Regions from separate parts of the Rattus norvegicus genome. Here regions 1 and 2 are each linked to region 3. Evidence: chromatin contacts called from public Hi-C data. All regions are on one chromosome and are shown on one strand. The core of a region is the stretch at or near the end of the contact, and the rest is flanking DNA. Distances in the headings are between cores, read along the strand shown. Region 1 has its middle 57 kb from the start of Tle3. Region 2 overlaps Tle3 (TLE family member 3, transcriptional corepressor). Region 3 holds the start of Tle3 (TLE family member 3, transcriptional corepressor).

What was found. Hi-C and Micro-C count contacts between places; a contact is called where the count stands out from the background.
Region 1: a Hi-C map of liver shows a contact between it and region 3, with 2.4 times the contacts expected there. The contact joins the enhancer-like site here to the promoter of Tle3 in region 3. A contact is called at or near these places in 4 of 12 Hi-C or Micro-C datasets (kidney, liver and mammary epithelial cells).
Region 2: a contact with region 3 is called in a Hi-C map of Schwann cells, with 2.5 times the contacts expected there. The contact joins the enhancer-like site here to the promoter of Tle3 in region 3. A contact is called at or near these places in 2 of 12 Hi-C or Micro-C datasets (Schwann cells and liver) and 1 of 1 datasets of contacts at active chromatin or transcription factors (oligodendrocytes).

Annotation. Positions count from the first base shown.
Region 1 is chr8:70,695,059-70,698,763 of GRCr8, forward strand. No RefSeq gene overlaps it. Among named protein-coding and RNA genes, the nearest start is that of Tle3, 57 kb to the right of the region's middle. Within about 2 kb of position 1,368, at least 14 of the 93 cell types and tissues checked have an H3K27ac peak or open chromatin away from gene starts, as enhancers often do. A contact at or near this core is called in liver, where this site is marked.
Region 2 is chr8:70,795,909-70,799,982 of GRCr8, forward strand. It overlaps Tle3 (TLE family member 3, transcriptional corepressor), which reads left to right. Exons shown (of 20, transcript NM_053400.2): 19 at 332-408; 20 at 1,315-3,162. The coding sequence ends at 1,422. LOC102551666 (a long non-coding RNA gene) reads right to left here. Exons shown (of 8, transcript XR_005488246.2): 8 at 2,635-3,713. Among named protein-coding and RNA genes, the nearest start is that of Tle3, 44 kb to the left of the region's middle. Within about 2 kb of position 1,458, at least 6 of the 93 cell types and tissues checked have an H3K27ac peak or open chromatin away from gene starts, as enhancers often do. A contact at or near this core is called in Schwann cells, where this site is marked.
Region 3 is chr8:70,752,475-70,755,979 of GRCr8, forward strand. Tle3 (TLE family member 3, transcriptional corepressor) reads left to right here and starts at 1,303. Exons shown (of 20, transcript NM_053400.2): 1 at 1,303-2,060; 2 at 2,554-2,654; 3 at 3,114-3,177. The coding sequence starts at 2,037.

The DNA of each region.
Region 1 (3,705 bases), core at 118-2,617, 57 kb before region 3:
CCCCATACAGCTTCCTCTTCGGATGGTCAGACATAAATATATTGTCCACCGTGTCCCAGGAAGGCCGTGGCTTCGGAAGCAGTGGCCAATCCAGAGGCCACAAATTGCCTGTGTTCTTGACTTCAGTTTGTGCTTGGAATTCCCACTCTCTGGGAAGAGTAGCCTTCCTTGGGAGAGAAGGACCCCAGGATCACTCTCTCCGCGCATTTGCTGTGTGAGCATGGGCCACTTGCTAAACTTCTCTGTAACCTACTTCTTTCTCTCTGCAAAGCCAGGAAACCGGGTGGATAATTCTTTCAGGACTCTGTCTTCTTAGGCTTTGGTCTAAGGCAAAACTTTTCTGGAAAAAGCAGAGAGTGAATTTGTAGGACATGGTTAGCGTCTCTGTCGCAGCTATTCAATACTTGTAGTGCAAGCTGGGGGGTTGGGGGTTGGGGTGCTGCTGTCCCTGTGAGAGTACACAAACAAGCAGCAAGCTGTTCAACCGGGAGTCAACAGCCACCCCCAACTCAGGAATGTTAAAGTCCGCCTGAGAGAATTGGCCAGGGGTGAGGGCCTCAGGAGTGGGGAGGCACTTATCTCTAGGGAGCCTAAGGAAGGGGGTGCTTTAGGGCTCCAGATCCCTACTGGCTGCCTGAGCCCACCCAACCCAGAATACAGCCCTTCTTTCTCCCAGACAGCTGCCACCGTCATCTTCTCCTGTAAAGAGCCTCTCACAGCTGAGGAAGAGAGACACAGCTGCCTTCTCCTGTATACTACTGGGGAACTGGGTAAACTTCCTGATGTGCACTGTGGAGTGGAAGGACCAATACTGCAGAGCCTAGCAAGGCCTTAGCTTGGTAGGTGTCTGAGCGCGGTGTAGGAAGTACCCTAAGGGCTTCCCCTGGAAGCCAGGATGTGGGTGGGTGGGGCTTCAGAGAGGCTCAGTAGTAGGCTGCTGCTTGGTGTTACAATCAAGGTTGACAGGGGCTAGATGCCCAGGGATCTGCACTAAAGAAGCTATGAAAACTGGTCCCAACCAGAATTGATCACTGGGGTTGGCCCTGGTGCAGGAACAGAGAGCAGGGAACATGGGTCACTTATTTGTCACCCCAGCTCTACCGTTAGCTTTGGCCTCATCTCTTTTGCTGCACTTCGTGCAGACTGAACAAAGTCCATCGAGGACCTTTCCTTTCTGTTTGAGAAGACACAGATCCAGAGCAGTCAAGAGATTAGCCTGAAGTCACACAGCAAGAGCATTCCATGGTTGGCGGTCTTCCCGAGTTTCTGTGTTTTCTGAAACGTAGGGGAGTCTGGACAGGTTAGAACTAGGCTTTTACTGCTGTCTGAACTTAAAATTCCAGGGCTTTCTGCTCTGACTCAGATCTCAGGCAGGGCGTCCTCAAACCAGTACAAGAGGAAGCCTCCTCTCTGTGTGTTTGGATTCAGATAAGGGCATTTTCAAGCTCCCTGAGATCAAGGTGGCAGTCAGCCAGTGCTATTTCCACCCAAAGATCAATCAAGGCTGTCCCCGGTTTCAGGCACAGGGCGGCTGGCGCGCACAGACAGAGCCAGGGGGATCTATAGCCAGGGAGGGCTGATTACTAGCTCCTGGAGCCAGCAGGCTTGGAGCACCCTTTCAGAGGCAGAGACGTGACACAAATCTTCCCACTGCTGGGCCAACGCTTCCTTATGTGTCTGCCGGGGGTGACACTCAGGCAAGGTCTGCACCCAGGGCCCAGCCATTAAGAAATTCATTAATCAGGATCGTGTTTACAGCCCTCTGGCAAGCAATCGTAATTCACTGGCTCAAGCTAGACCCTGGGCCTTCCTGCAAACTGCTGTGACATTTGGTAAAAATATCAGCTCGGGCCAGGGCCAGGCAGGAGGTGTGTGTGCGATCCATGCTGACTTGTGAAATGCAGGTGCAGCATGGGTCACAGGTACCAGAGAAGGCTGTGGGGACAGGCTGTCACTGGCTCCCAGTGTCATCTTGAACATGTCACTACCCTGTCATCTTGCATCTGTATTGGGGAGGATCTAGGGTAAGTGAGACGGTAAAATTCTGTCAGCCCTCAGGTTTGTCCCGTGTGGTCTGTGGTCTGAGGAAGATTGGCCAGCGTGGTGTTGGGGGGGTGGAGACCGAGTTCCTTGCCAACCTTTGAAAACTGCAGGATTCACGTGAAAAATCCAGATTTCCTGTTGAGCTGAGGGAATACTCCTGCAGAGCAGTGTTGGCCTGGAGCTGACTAAGTTCCCAGCATCCACAGATGGGCCTGGCATTAACTCTGGCAAACTGTAGCTCATGGGCAACTTGTGGAGGCCAACTTTAATGTGGGTCTCCAATAGTGGGCATGGGCCAGAGCTCCATGGAAGGCCGGGTAGGTTGTGCACTCTACAAGACACTCAGGTTTGGGGTCAAATAGGGACGAAATTGCTGCACTCTGTCTGGCTTGCTGCATGCTCTATTTTACCAAGGAAAGGGTGGTTTGGGGTTTTTTTTTGTTTTGTTTTTTGGGTTTTTTTTTTTAGTTTGTTTTGGTTTGTTTTTTTCCAGGGGTCATCCAAAGGTGTCTTTCAAGCTGGCATTGATCCTGTCTGGGCCAGAGTCCCCACAGGTCGCATTCCAGAGGAGGGGGAGGCGGAGCTTCCCCAGTGTTACTCACAGACAAGATGGGTGAGGAAGGCACGGCTCAGATACAGGCAAGTTTAGACCTGTCCGGAGCCCTCACCTCATTCAGTAAACAATGGCCTTAGCCCACTGATCCCAAAGGCCCTTCCAGATCTGCGGGATGCACATCTTCAGCTGTGTTGCTGCCTAAGAGCACCTGAAGGGTGGCCAGCCTGGACCTACGCTTTGGGAACAAGGTTGGGACTCTTGGGCAGGAGGTACAGATAGAGCCCAGGACAATACAGGCCTTCTGTTCCACACTTCTATACGTGTGTGTGTGTGTGTGTGTGTGTGTGTGTGTGTGTGTAAGCCAGATGTCAATGTGGTCTTTTCTTGGGACCTGGGGTTACTGTTTATCTAGAGCACCAGGCCTTTTGTCTTGGTTCTGGGGATTGACCTCAGGGGCTATGTGTGATTCCTGTGCCCAGTGCTGCCATAATCATTGGCTTCATTCATTCATATTAGCCTCTGAACCCTACTCACTCTTCCCTGTGTGTCCTCAGACAAAAAGGAAAGGTCTTTAGTGGACTGTCCACTCTACACTAGCACAGCAGGAGAGGTGAGGTCAAAGCTAAAGGCAGAGCTGGGGTGGCAGATAGGTGGCACTTGTCCCCTGCCCTCTGTTCCAGCGCTAGGACAAACTTATGTGATCCCGAGTAGCCAGCCTCGGTCAACCACGATCACTGAGTGTGAGATGAATGTCCCTCCATGCACTGGACCATTTGTCTTCTCGTCTTTAGTCTGAGTAGCAGCTTGCATCGCAGAAAGAGCACTGAACCAGGAGTCTGGAGACTGCATGGTTAGCTGGCCAAAGACCCTCAGCCCCCGCTTCACGGGAGGTCTCCTCCAGCTCAGGGTACATGAGCTAGTGTGAGCAAAAGCCATGCACCATGCCGGCTTGGGGCATTCGGGAGTCAGACTGTACAAAGTGCTGTGTCCCACAGGAGACAGAGCCCAAGGCCTGCCTCACCTCTGAGCTAAGCTCATTCCAGGCCTCTCAAGTCCTCAGTCATCCTCAGTCTTCCACTCTTGCTCCTGTTCCCCTCAGCCACGCC
Region 2 (4,074 bases), core at 208-2,707, 44 kb after region 3:
TGGGAGGAAAGTCCTCTCTGACTATTGGGTTTTGGCTGCTTCTGGTGCTCTCTCCACCTTCCACTCACAGACTGGGAAGGACTAGCTGACTTTAGTGGCCTTGCCAGGGATCTTTTCAGAGACGTGCTCAACACAGTTAACTGAATTTTGTTTCCTGGGCAAGGTGTCCTTTATGTGCTGTGCTTGTAACTGCTCTTCAGGAGTGGGGAACAGCAAGCATTAACCCTGGTTAAGCATGTCTGGTGTGGAAACACCATGAGGGGCAGACACAGCTGGGCTGGCTCCTGCTGCACAGGCCACAGTCTGAGGGCTTCTTTGCTTCGACTTTCAGGCAAGTGGTTTGTGAGCACTGGGAAAGACAACCTTCTCAATGCCTGGAGGACGCCTTACGGAGCCAGCATCTTCCAGGTACACTCCTGATCTTCCTCCTAAGTCAGTATGTGCCCACAGCGATGGGGCTGAGGGGTAGCAGGAGGCAGTTCAGGAGGACTCTGGAGCTAGGAGCAGATCTGCTACCCCCATACCCCACCTAGCCCTTACTAGATGGAGGACCCCAGAGGGAAGGGTGTGGGGACTAGAGAAAGACACATTCTCTGTTGCTTTTGTGATCTCTGAGGGTAAGAGCATTTAAGAAGGGACTCACTTATGTGGCAATGTGGTGAGTAAAACAGTGAGCTTGGCTGGCTCTGGGCAGCTGGACCATGGAGTAGCCATTTCATCCAGTGAAACCCATTCGGGTTAGGATGCCAACCCGAGCCATCAGTGTGACAAGGTGCTAAACTGGACACGCAGTTTTACAGATTTAAAGATCTAGAGGCCCTCCATCTCACGGACACACACAACCCTCCACAGTGCAACTCACAATCACTTTTTTTTTCCTTACAATCACTCTTGCTCTAACACACACACACACACACACACAGACACACACAAGCCCGTTTCAGCTTCTTGCTTCAATGTCTGGTCCCATGTGCCCCACGTGTCCCTTGGAACTGTCTCTTGCTGCTGCTGCAGCTCTGAGATGCTCCTTTCCATCAGTAGACTTAGCAGAGATGCTTATGCTAAGTGTCCTTTTTCCCCCCTTAAACCTGGGGAAGATCAGATGACAGCCAGCTCAGGAGCTGTTCCACATGAAGAAGCGGGTGGGAGGGACTCCAAGCCCTAGAGGAAGTGGCCTCTTTCTACCAGTACCTGCTCCAACCTGAGCTACAGAGTAGGTGATTTCGTTCAGGGCCCCTGGAGTGCCAGGGAGTGACTTCCTGTTTTCTCCCCACACTAAATGTCTTCCTGCTTCTCCTTGTCTTCCCCCTCCAGTCTAAAGAATCCTCGTCCGTCTTGAGCTGTGATATTTCAGCGGATGACAAATATATTGTAACGGGCTCTGGTGACAAGAAGGCCACAGTTTACGAGGTCATCTACTGAACAAGGACTCTAAGAGGCCTGTCAAACTCTGGGAGACACCCACGCGGCCCTGACAGGGAGATGCTGGCCAGGCCCCGAGGATGGCAGAAGAGTGAGGGACAGCATTGTGGGGCTGCCCTCCGGAAGGTGGAGAGGACGCACGCCCCTTTGTGGATTGCTGTGTCTGACAGACTTGAAGGACTTTCTCCTCTCCCCCTCACCAGTGCTGGCAGATGCTTCAATTAGATTTCTCTGGAGGCTTCTGCTTTCGTTTCCCACACAGACACCCTCATGAGTCTCTGTCTCTTCCTCCCCTGTCTGATCTGTCCCCTCCCTACTCCGGGTTGGGGGCATGCTGGAGTAGACATTGTTGTTTCTGGGGAGGGGCGCCTCGTTCTGATTGTGCAGTGCACAAGGTTTGTGAACAATGTAAATAAGAGACTGTGGTTGCTGACTGGCCAGTGAGGGAGGAGGCCCCTTCCCACCAGTGCTCGCCGTGTATTTTGCCTGCTGTATTTGTAACCCACTCGCGGTGGTGGCTTTTCTTTCTTTCTTTTCTTAAGATTTTTTTTAAACAGATGTTCTGTGGGGAAAGTAGGCAGAGATAGAGAGTCGGGGAGTGGAATGAGAAGCTTCCTGGGGATGGGCAAACCAGCCTGGCCCACTGGGACTGAAGTATATCTCCACACGGGTTTTAGCACCATCTTCAGATGGAATGATAGGCAGATGGACAGACAAGCTGATGGACAGACAGTACTGGGATGGGCCAGCTTGGGCTATTATCCACAGGAACAGCGAGGATTTCCTGTGGGTTTCTCTGCTCCATCTTCTCTTGCCTTGCCCTCACACCTCCTGACCTCCATCTCTTTCTGCCCCCCTCCCCCCGCTCGCCTCTCCCACTGGACCCCATCTTTCTCTTTGGTGCACACTCAATCATTGTGATGAGGAATGGAAGTTCAAGGGAACTCCCTCTCTGACTCTCCTCCGCCAGCCTAGAAAGGATTCCATATGGGGGTGGGAGGGAGACAAGCGACTCAGCTCAGGGAGCTACCAGAGAAAAACAGCAACTGGTGTGGGTGCTTTTTTTTTTAATTTGAATAAAAATAATTAGAAGTGATATCCTTTGATAAGATGCCGTCTCCCCTTTCCTGCTCTCAGCCCTTTCTGCTCCCTGAAGCCGGGGATATGGTGACCCCCAGGGTCGTAAGTCTAAGAAGATGGGCGGGGGAGCGGGCTGGGGGCTGGGGCAGACGGAATGTCATCTGCAGATATCACCCCTAGGGTACCAATGTTTGTGGTATTAGGTTTGCTTTGTTTTGTTTTGGTCTTTTGTTGTTTTATTAAAGAAAAGCTAAAGACCGTGTGAGCCCTGCTGGTGGGCTTTCCATGGATGTAGCATATGGAAGAGAGTTTTTATATTGCATTTTTATGGATTATTTTATAATGTGGGACTCAGTCTGGGAAGAAAGATGAGGGTGTCTAAAACCTGCCCATCTCCAGTGCTCCAACTGAGCGGCTGCCCCGAACAGGATGTATGTTGGGACATGGAAAGACCGTGGCACCCCGCACCTTCCTGAGAGGCATGTCGACATGCCTGTCTGGAGTCTGTCCATCTGTCTCTGGGTTTCAGATGATCACTGGCCACCACTTGTTAAGGCTCTAGCCAGAAGGGAGGGTTAGGGTGGAAGAGAGTTATTCCTGAAGAAAAAAGAAAAATTGAAACATCATTGTAATGAAGCTTTTTATATTTTTAAAAGTTACTATTTAAAAAGGTTGGTTTGATTGTTGTGTTTTAATTACCTTTTTCCTTCCAGTGTCTCAGTCATGCCTGGGAAGGTGGGGGTCTATGGTTGGTTCAGTTTCAGTCTGGAAACTGGGAAGCATCTCATCACGCAGCCCCTATACCCACTCGAAGCTGTGCCTCCCTGCCACCCCATCAAAAGTCTGTACAGGGCTTTCTATAATCCAGGGCCCACCTACACCACTGCCTGGTCTACGCCTCAGGCAGGAGTGAACTGGGAACCCGTGGATGAGATGAGTCTCACGGGGCAGAGGCCAGGGAGCAGCACCATGCTCATACATGGCTGTCCACGGAAGCTAATTGGGCAAAGGCTAAGAAATTTCAAGTGAATATCATGTAATGAGCATAAGTAGGCGTCATGATCTTCGGGACCCCGGAAGTCGGCATTTTTTTGTAAGCTTCATTGATGTAGATGTGACAGAAAATGTTCAGTCTCTGGATCACAAAAAGTGTGCTTTTAAATGTTGAGCAAGGCAGTCAGGGCAAGGCCAGGTGAATGATCCCAAGAAGGCTGGAAAAGCAGAAGAGACTGAAAATTAATTCCCTGGCCTTCATATAATTCCCCATCACTGAAATAAGCCTCTCAGAGGACCCAAGATTTTAATGGTTCTCAACTTGTTACTGTGTCAAGGTCACTGTCAGTCACACCGACTGCATGCTGTTGCTTCGTGCAAGGAGTGTGTCTCTAAACAAGGGAGGGTCTCAGAATGAGGCAATCTATGCCTAGATGGATCTCCTGTCCAACTGGATCATTTTTGCTTGATTAGACTGGCTGCAAGGAGGAACCCAACCTCAGGCTTTAGGCTCTCACAGCTCCATCCTGACTAGGATCCCCTCTAGACCACCCTTTTCTCCACCCAGGATATAGTGAG
Region 3 (3,505 bases), core at 53-2,552:
CCGGGAGGGCCCCAACTTCGTGCATTCCCTTCTTCACCATCTCGGGCCCGGAGCACAGCTGAGGAAACCGCCTTGGCAAGGCTGCGGCCAGGATGTAGCTGTCCCCAAAGGGCAAAAGCCCCAAGTGGGGCTAGCCGCACTACTGAGCCAGTTGTCCGCAGACAGCCGGGCCCTTCCATCTGCGCGGCCCGCCAAGCCAGAGTTCTCAGACTTCCCCCTCGCCGGCAGCCGCCGTGCATCAGAGGCGCTGTTTATTTGGCTTTCTGAGAAGAAGGGCGAATGAACAAAGGAGAAAAGCAGGGCGCCCAAGGGTGGGAGAGGGGACAGAAACGGATAAAAGAAAGAGAAACTCAGTTTGGAGAACAGTCTTAGAGGTCGGAGGTAACTTTGGGAGCCAGCATTTTATCGGTCCTAAATCTTTTGAAGTGAAAACATTAAACTGACAAAGTGATTCTGTTTGTTTTATAGTATCTAATTGGGCTGCTTTGCAACCCTAATGAGATTAGAGGGGAGCAATCGTTCGCCGCCTCTGCAGAATCAACTGATCCATTACTACCAGCCACAGGTTTTAAGGATTGTACAGCTTGTCCTTTTTCCCCCTTTTGTTGTTATTCGTTTTCTCTTTCTCCCCTCCCGCCAAATAATTATTTGCTACTAGATCGTGGGAAAAAAAAAGAGGAAAAAAACCTAGCTGCCCAGGACTATAATATATATCTATTTATTATATGTCTTTCGGTTAATTCCTGATGTGAGGAGCGCTGTTTTTCACTCCCAAGCGAAAGTCACCAGCGGGTAGGGCCTGATTGCTACTTTTCATGCATAGTTTTAGACACAAGAGGGCATTGTGACGTCGCGCCCGGCGGCGCCCAGTCGCAGTCCGAGTCCCGTGGCCCCACGTGGGAGCCTCGCATTCCCATTGGCCAACGCTAGGCGAAGCCGCCACATTATTTTGTTACTTTTCAGTCCCTATTTGGAACTGCTCTCGCGGCAGTTCAGACCTCGTGCTCGGCCCCCTTCGCCTGTCTGTGTGTGGTATCCGCAGGTCCGAGCCACTTTTTTTTTTTTTTTGAGTGCGTGTACGTGTGTGTGTTGAGTGCGTGTGTTTGTGTGTTTTGGGGGTTTGGCGGGGCGCGGAGAGGAGAGCCAGGCTGGGAGGAAGGAAAGAAGCCGCAGAGCTCCCGGGCTCAGGCTACGTCTCCCCCTCCGGTGCTCTCCAGCCTGCGCGCTCCTAGGCAGCAGGGACGCCGACCGCTCCCCGCCGGAGACGCAGCCGATTCACTTGAGAGCAAAGAAGACCCCTTCGCCGAGGCTTCCTATGCCGGCTGGAGTTAGGATGCCACGGCCCATTATTTGCACCGACTAACCCGGAGTTCCTCCTCGGCCCTGGGAAGGACTGGCGGCGGCGGCTGGAGCAGACAGAGCAGCAGGCTCTCTTCTCCGAGGGGAGGGGGGGGCGTCGAAGCGCCCTCGCTGGGCTCTAGCCCTCACCCACGGTCCTCAAGCCGTCACCTCGGTGGCCTGCTTCCTTTTTCTTCTCCCCGCGACTCCGGGCCCGACCGCCTCTGGGATTTGACCCGCGCGCCCCGGATGCTCCGAGCTGCCCAGACGCGCCCCCCCCCCTCCAGCCTCATCGTGCTGATTGACCCGTGAGGGGACAAGAGAAACCCACCCCCCAACCTCCGGGCCTCGGGATCCTGCTCTGGAGCTGCCAGGGAGCCGATGATGTCCACGCAGACCCGGCTTCTGACACTGTCCACGCAGCCGGGGGAAGGTGGCCGGCCGCAGCCGGCCGAGCCTTAGGCGCACAAAGCGCGAGCCCGCCGACGACTTTGCCGCTCGCTCCGCCGCTCTTTGTCTGCACTTGGGGCGCACGCCCGACTCTGGGATTTCGCTGCGAGAGCGGGCTGGGGGGGCCGGGGGCGAGCTCTCGGTTCCCCGGCCGCCCCCCGCTCGGGCTCGCCTCCCCCCTCCCCCGCACGTCCCCGGCTCGGGCTCTCAGCGCTTCCAAGCTCTCGGAATCGCGACCCCTCCCTGCCATGTATCCGCAAGGCAGACATCCGGTGAGTAATTGCAAGTAGGCTTATTTAAGCATCTATCATGGCAGGGTAAACGAGGCAGTTTATCTAGCACCTCCATTTTGCTTGTTGCTACCTTTATGGTGCGCGCGCGTGTGTGTGCGCTCACACAAAGGGGCTGGGTGGGTGGGGGCGCCGTAGAGAGCCAAGGGTAATTGCGCTCGAGTGGCCCGGGCGGCCTGCGTTGGAGGGGAACGTGGGCTCCCGCCCTGGGCCCCTCTCCTAAGTCTTCCAACTCGCTCCCTCGGCACTTGGCCACGGGAGCCCTTCTGGCTTTGGGGGTGGTCGATATGCCCGCTTCCCGGTCCTGTCGGGAGAGCGTTGAAAAACTTGCTGGGAAGGTTCTGGGCTGTGGGGTGGTGGCCTTGCCGGTGGCTCCCGGCGGGGAGGGGCCAGGGACCCAGCGGATGCACGGGGCCGCGTGGAGCCCTTCTGATGTGCCCACTCCTCTCCCCTATGTCGTCCTTGTGGGCTCCAGGCACCCCATCAACCCGGGCAGCCAGGATTTAAATTCACTGTGGCCGAGTCCTGTGACAGGATCAAAGACGAATTCCAGTTCCTGCAAGCTCAGTATCACAGGTAAGGCGGGTGGGGGGTGGGCCCGGGCTGACGTGGAGGGCGGCCTGGCGCGCTCCTGCTACCCCCCGCAGGGCCCGAAGGGGACGTCGACCCCCGACTGCGGGGCCGCAGGGCCTCCGCCTTTTGTTTCCCCTCTCGGAGCGCACAGCCTTAACCCTTTGCGTTCCGCAGTCGCCCAGCTCCCAAAGCCCGTCCTGTCGAGGGTCGGGGTCTTGCGCCAGCGTCCGGGCCCGCCCCCGCGTGGCCGAGGCGAGTCCCCTCGTCAGATCAAGAGAAGTTTGGAGTTGGTACGGCCAGGCTCCGGGTGGTAGGCACCCATTCCCACTGTCCTGAGGATGCTGGATAATGGGGGTACTCAGAGTGCCGGGCAAGTGAAGTGGCTCTGTGAGTCCCTAGGGTCCGGGTCTCGAAGGGGACCATGTAAGCACCAGGACTGAGAGCCTTCTCTTGCCCTCACAGCCTCAAAGTGGAGTACGACAAGCTGGCGAACGAGAAGACAGAGATGCAGCGCCATTATGTGATGGTGAGAGGCAACCCGCTGCAGGGAGAAGGGAGGGCAGGGCAGGGCACCCAGGCTTAGGGTCCAGCTGGGACAGTCGAAGGCCAGAGCTAGGCCCAGCTTCAGGACAGTCCCCTGAAGGGCTCTCTTCTTCGGCTTCCTCTTCCCTGCCACTTGGAGCCCGGGCAGAAAGAGAAACAAACCCACATTACTGGCCACCTTTGTAAAGAGCATGTCAGTTGTGTTTTGAAGGTTTCCCAGAGGGCTGGTTGCCTTAAACTGGTTAGTAACACAAGAGTTGGATGAGCCGGTGTCAGAGTTGTATAAAAATCCCTTCTGGAGGCCTCTTGGG